Linked DNA regions of Acanthopagrus latus: region 1 is linked to region 2. A link is a contact called in public Hi-C data. All regions are on one chromosome and are shown on one strand. The core of a region is the stretch at or near the end of the contact, and the rest is flanking DNA. Distances in the headings are between cores, read along the strand shown.

Region 1 (2,700 bases), core at 109-2,608, 770 kb after region 2:
GTTCTGGTGACTAGCTTTGTTGCTTTGAGAAAGACAGAACAAGCACATAATGTTTTTGTTTTTTTTTTTAAATGATTTTTTTAGTTGCCTAAAGCTAACTAGACTATGGTTGCAATCTGAAATGGAAAATAGTAAGCAAACATGTGTGAAAATGACAAGTCAGTCATAGTGGGAAATGAAATCTCCTGGGTGAGAATCCTGTATTAAAATCAGTTGCGTTACATTTAACAGACTATAATACAAAGTAATTATCATTGGATTCTATTAACACTGATGCAGTATTTTCATGTATGCATTATATTTTTTTAAACAACTGCATATTTAAAAGAAAGTATAAAGTATCTTAACAATAAAAATCTAAAAATGTACTTAAGTTAAATATCTGAATTCCCAGTGACTTGGAGTGGAGCAGCAGTATAAAGCTGCAGCACCCTCTGGTGTCTGTAGAGAGGGGTCAAGGGGCTTACAGCATTCCCATCTGAATACTAACCAGGGCGGACCCTGCTCAGTTTATGAGATTGGAAAAATTATTTTATTCCTTTTTAAAATCTATTTTGCTCTATTTAGCTTGACAATTCCCCTGTACGGGAAAACATTTACAAAAATCATCAACATACCGATATGTAAACTGCTAATCCAGAAAAACATGATTTTAATTCTGCACTATAAATGCTGTGAATAATGTGTGTATACTAATGACATGTGAAAACAAAGTTGCTGTAATGTATTACATGATGGCAGATGTACTGTACCATCTGCACATGCGTTTCGCAATTTTCCCCTGAAAAAATAGTAGTATGTAAGTCAGGATGGCCGAGCGGTCTAAGGCGCTGCGTTCAGGTCGCAGTCTCCCCTGGAGGCGTGGGTTCGAATCCCACTTCTGACATGCTGTGTTTTTCGGAAGAACTGATTCTGCTGAGGAGGTAATTGCAATAAAAAGTGGGCATCATGCGTGTTGGCAGTTTGTGACATAACTCCTGTAGAATGTGCAACATGATTCATTTCTGTTTTTTTTTTTTATGGCGGATTAATTGTTTGTGGCATTTCCTTGAGAACAGTGGATAACGTGGGCATTTCCCACAGCTGCTCTCGAGTGTGAGCCAACCAAGTAAAGTAAGTTAGTGCTTAAAGTTAGCATTTTTGTTGTTAGCAAGTTAGCATTTTTGCTAACTTTGTTACTGTTGCATGCCTTCTTTGTAGTAGAGGAGAAAGACGGAACATCACGTTGCATGGCTATCAATCGAAGTCCTTCAGAGGTTCCATGGTGTAATGGTTAGCACTCTGGACTCTGAATCCAGCAATCCGAGTTCAACTCTCGGTGGGACCTGGTTTTAACAGTTTCAGGGCTTTGTAGGCATTCACAGTGTAAGAACGAGAACGTGGCAACGCAGTTGTTCCAGGTATGTAAGTCCCGGTAAGGCCAGGTGACTTTCTACTGCCTGAAATGCCATTGTGATGGTTCTCCTGGCTAACGTGTGCTGAGAACTGATCCTCAATTGGGATCTGCGCCACAGGTGGCGTTAACAAGGATCTTGATGACGTTTAACATCTCATCCAAAAGCACTTTTCAGTTTTTACGGCCTGGTTGGGAGGCCCTGTGTTGCCTTGGTTCAGAACATAGACGCGCCGCGAGCCGGATGTCTGAAATCCGCCAGGGATTCGTAGAAAGAAGTTAAATAGACTACGAATGAATCCAGCAGGAATGTGTGCCTGCATGTATTGTCAGCGCAGCTCTTCACTGGATGAGGCTGCAATACTGTAATAGTTGAGCACTGACATGTGAAAGCACAGTTGCTGTAATGTATTACATGATGGCAGATGTACTGTACCATCTGCGCGTGCGTTTCGCAATTTCCCCTGAAAAAACAATGGAAAACAAGTCAGGATGGCCGAGCGGTCTAAGGCGCTGCGTTCAGGTCGCAGTCTCCCCTGGAGGCGTGGGTTTGAATCCCACTTCTGACATGCTGTGTTTTTCAGCGGCACCATTTCTTCTAAGGAGGTAATTGCAGTAAAAAGTGGGCAACATGCAATCAATCAATGCCTTTCAGAGGTTCCATGGTGTAATGGTTAGCACTCTGGACTCTGAATCCAGCGATCCGAGTTCAAATCTCGGTGGGACCTGATTTTAACTGTTACAGGGCTTTGTGGACATTCACTGTGGAAAAACGAGAAGGTGGCAACGCAGTTGTTCCAGGTATGTAAGTCCCGATAAGGTCAGGTGTTCTCTGTCGTCCAATCAACCGCAGACCCTTTGGATTCCATATATGATAGAGGAGGAGGAAAGAATTAGATGATTTGTGCACACAAATCTCCTTCTTACCACAAACGTGAGCTTTCACTGAATTTGCCGCATCTGCATGTCTGTGCTCATCATCGAAAGTCCAGCATGCTGCCACTGGAGGCTCGAATGAACCGTCATTCGTGTTTTTGTGAGTGTTTCTTCGACTTTCTACTACCTGAAATGCCATTGGGACAGTTCGCCTGGCTAACATGGTCTGAAAAGCTGATCCTCAATGCTGTAATGTATTACATGATGGCAGATGTACTGTACCATCCGCGCGTGTGTTTCGCAATTTCCCCTGAAAAAGCAATAGGTTTTAAGTCAGGATGGCCGAGCGGTCTAAGGCGCTGCGTTCAGGTCGCAGTCTCCCCTGGAGGCGTGGGTTCGAATCCCACTTCTGACATGCTGTGTTTTGCAGG
Region 2 (2,879 bases), core at 185-2,684:
AATCCACAGAGACAGGCTCGCCATGGCACCGCTGCCCGTGGCCAGCATCTTTCTCTCTTTCCCGCGTCGTCCAGGAGAAGAGGGTGCTGTGGAAACAAAAGGGGGACGCGGCGAGGGGGGGGGAGCAAACTGATGGAAGTCCACTTTAACAAGAACTATTATAGCCGAGGGAGGAGCAAGAGGGATCGAGGCGTCCACACGCGGGCAGGGTCAGGATGCGGAGAGGTTTTTAAAACCCCGTCACTTCACTCAACTCGCAGCTTGTGCAGGTTAAACTCCCGATATATGGAAAGGGAAAAAAATCAGTGACAGGGAGGAATGTTTGCTCAGAGCCAAAGCAGCCCCGGTTAAATTGAATTAATCAGTCTGATCATTAAATAAAGGGGAGAAGGAAAAAGCAGGATGATCAGAAAAATGCTGAATATCAGATCTAATAATCTGCCAGCCTGGAGTGTATTGTACACAGCATATTACATGTAAACATATGCTTTTACCAAAGCAATAGATTAACTTTTGGGTAACTTTTTTACCATGAATACTTTTACTAAGAACAGGCAGGACTGGAAACCTTTTTGGAGCCCCGAGCAGGATTTCATTCAGGGCACTTTACAGCAACATCATGTCACTTTTTAACCTTAAAATAAATCGTGTTGATGGTGGAGAGGCGTGTAGCAGGGTGAGCGGTGTCTGCAGTGTTACATACGTGTTCGCTTCAGCATACAAGTTTCAACACATCGCGTTGGTGTGATGTGATGAGTCAGCGCCTACAAGACCCCTGACGGTTTATAACAGTCCTGGGATTTTCTGTTTCCGAGTGGTGTTGCACTCTGAATCCCGGGGGGGGGGAATAACAGAGAAAACAGAAAAACAACCAGGCTGCAACAGTGCTCCTTACAGCTCTGACCTGACCTCATTTGTATCCGGTAATAAATGTGTGAACATTTCAACTTTTTTCCTGTATTTCTTCAGTGACTGTAGGAGCAAATTTGCTTATTAGTCAATTAAATAACCCAAACCAGGCTTAGTTTCAGTGGCTAATCCTCAATTGAAGCAAAAATCTGCTAATGCTTCAGTCTTCTTCTTCTTCAAATTTGAACCCAAACCTATTGCAACCTGACGGGCCAGGCTGGGCCCGTCAATTGAAAATGTGCTCTCTTCTTTTAGGAAAGATCTAAAAAATAAGTGTAAGTGATATTGATCGTAAGCGATGGACCTACTGTCTGCGACGGGGCTTTATGTCCTGGGTTTTGTTATTCCCGAGACGACGATTTGAACTCAACACAGATGCTATTTTTTTTAAAAAAAAATGTTCCTATTCCGGCACAAACATCCATTCAGATAACATTACATGTACAGACAGGCATCCAAGCTCTGAAACGTCCAATAAGAATGTTTAGGTATTAGCAATACCTGTTATGTTATGATATTTCATAAGACTTACAGCATCTATCCAGTGGTTTTAGTATGAATTAGTCCTTTAAGGAGAAGTTTATGTGGGTGAACTGAGTTGTTTCAAAGAGACAGGTGGAACATTTTTTTTTTTTTTTTTCCCAGTAGAGTGAGAGTGTTCTCTTTTTTTAGCGCTACTCATTTCAGGAGGATGCAGGCGACGTATTTTCCAGGGGATTCCAGCTGCAGCGCTCACCAGTAGCTGCAAAACAACAGCATTTTATGGACTCCTCTATTAAAGCCAACCGCAAACATATCTCGCAGAAGCAGGAAGGGCACCGCTGCTTTCCTTGCCCAGGGACAGGAGAAAGCATGACGTGTCGGAAACTCTGAAGAGATCCTCCTCGGGTTGTTGGTTCTCTCATGCCTGGCACAAGGGGCCCCGCTTGTGCTGCTGGAGCATCCTGCCGTGTTAACGAGATGCCTATTTTTTTCCCCCAGCCGCATCGCATTCATAAACACACACACTCATACTTGTTGTGCTCTCTCTCTCTCTCTCCCTCTCGGGTTTTATAGTACTGTGTCTTTGGCCTAATGAGCCTTTGCAGCTGAGAGTTTTTACCTCTCTGATTCAGAGTCAGGTTCATTACACCGCTACACGGTCCGTCTCACACACTAGAGGGCAATAAGGTGTTCTCAGAATCCAATAGAATTGGACCCAATTGCGAACGCGTTTTGACCCAGCTGACTGAACCCTTCTCAGTTTACTCACTGGAGGAACTAACAAGGAGCCCGCGACTAAAATCCCCGCAGTGTCTCTCTGTTTTGGTTTGCCTCTGCTTGGGGTGTTCCGAAAATACGCCGCGAACGGAGCGAGTGTCTCCAGATCGGTGTGGAGCTGATGCTCTGGTGGTCCACCCACAACAGGAAAGAAGGAAATCCCTGGGAGCTCCCCGCCGCGGGCTCGACTTACCGTTTCGCAAATAAAAACAACACACTATGACAGTGTAAATGACTCATCGTGTGCGCAGCTGCGTGTGGCAGTTTGCTGGGGCTGGTATTCAGTTTCGAAAATGTCAAATACAGTTCAGTCGGGAAAGAGACAAGTAAGCATGAATGCAGAATCTGTATTTGATCGAGAAAAAAAAAAAACTTTGGTGTTAATTGGACAGATCTGTCCAAGAGAGCACTGTAAATATCAGCCAATCAGAGATCTCCTCTGGGACTAACCGTTGAAAGTCCCCCAGGTGGCGTTGTACAACTTCCTGCATGAACATGCGTCAAGAGCTTCACTATGATTGAGGCACCTTTTTTTATTCACCGTAATTCATTCAGGGAGGGAAAAAAAAAAACCTTGAGTAAATAGCGGTAGAAACATAACAAATCCAGACTCTTCCATACCAGTCTGAGGAATCACTGGTGAGAGTAATCTGCAATGACCTTACCAAAGCCCCTGACTGCAGATCAAGTGTCCCATCTGTGAAAATGAA

Evidence for each region. Hi-C and Micro-C count contacts between places; a contact is called where the count stands out from the background.
Region 1: a contact with region 2 is called in a Hi-C map of muscle, with 18 times the contacts expected there. The contact joins the promoter of LOC119015099 here to the promoter of anos1a in region 2. A contact is called at or near these places in 2 of 4 Hi-C or Micro-C datasets (both in muscle).

Annotation. Positions count from the first base shown.
Region 1 is chr24:2,620,946-2,623,645 of fAcaLat1.1, forward strand. LOC119015099 reads left to right here and starts at 1,359. Exons shown (of 13, transcript XM_037090753.1): 1 at 1,359-1,400. trnal-cag (a tRNA gene) reads left to right here and starts at 804; the gene lies at 804-886. trnaq-cug (a tRNA gene) reads left to right here and starts at 1,256; the gene lies at 1,256-1,327. It overlaps trnal-cag (a tRNA gene), which reads left to right and starts at 1,880; the gene lies at 1,880-1,962. It also overlaps trnaq-cug and trnal-cag.
Region 2 is chr24:1,848,929-1,851,807 of fAcaLat1.1, forward strand. It overlaps anos1a (anosmin-1a), which reads right to left and starts at 1,435. Exons shown (of 14, transcript XM_037090392.1): 1 at 1-1,435. The coding sequence starts at 48.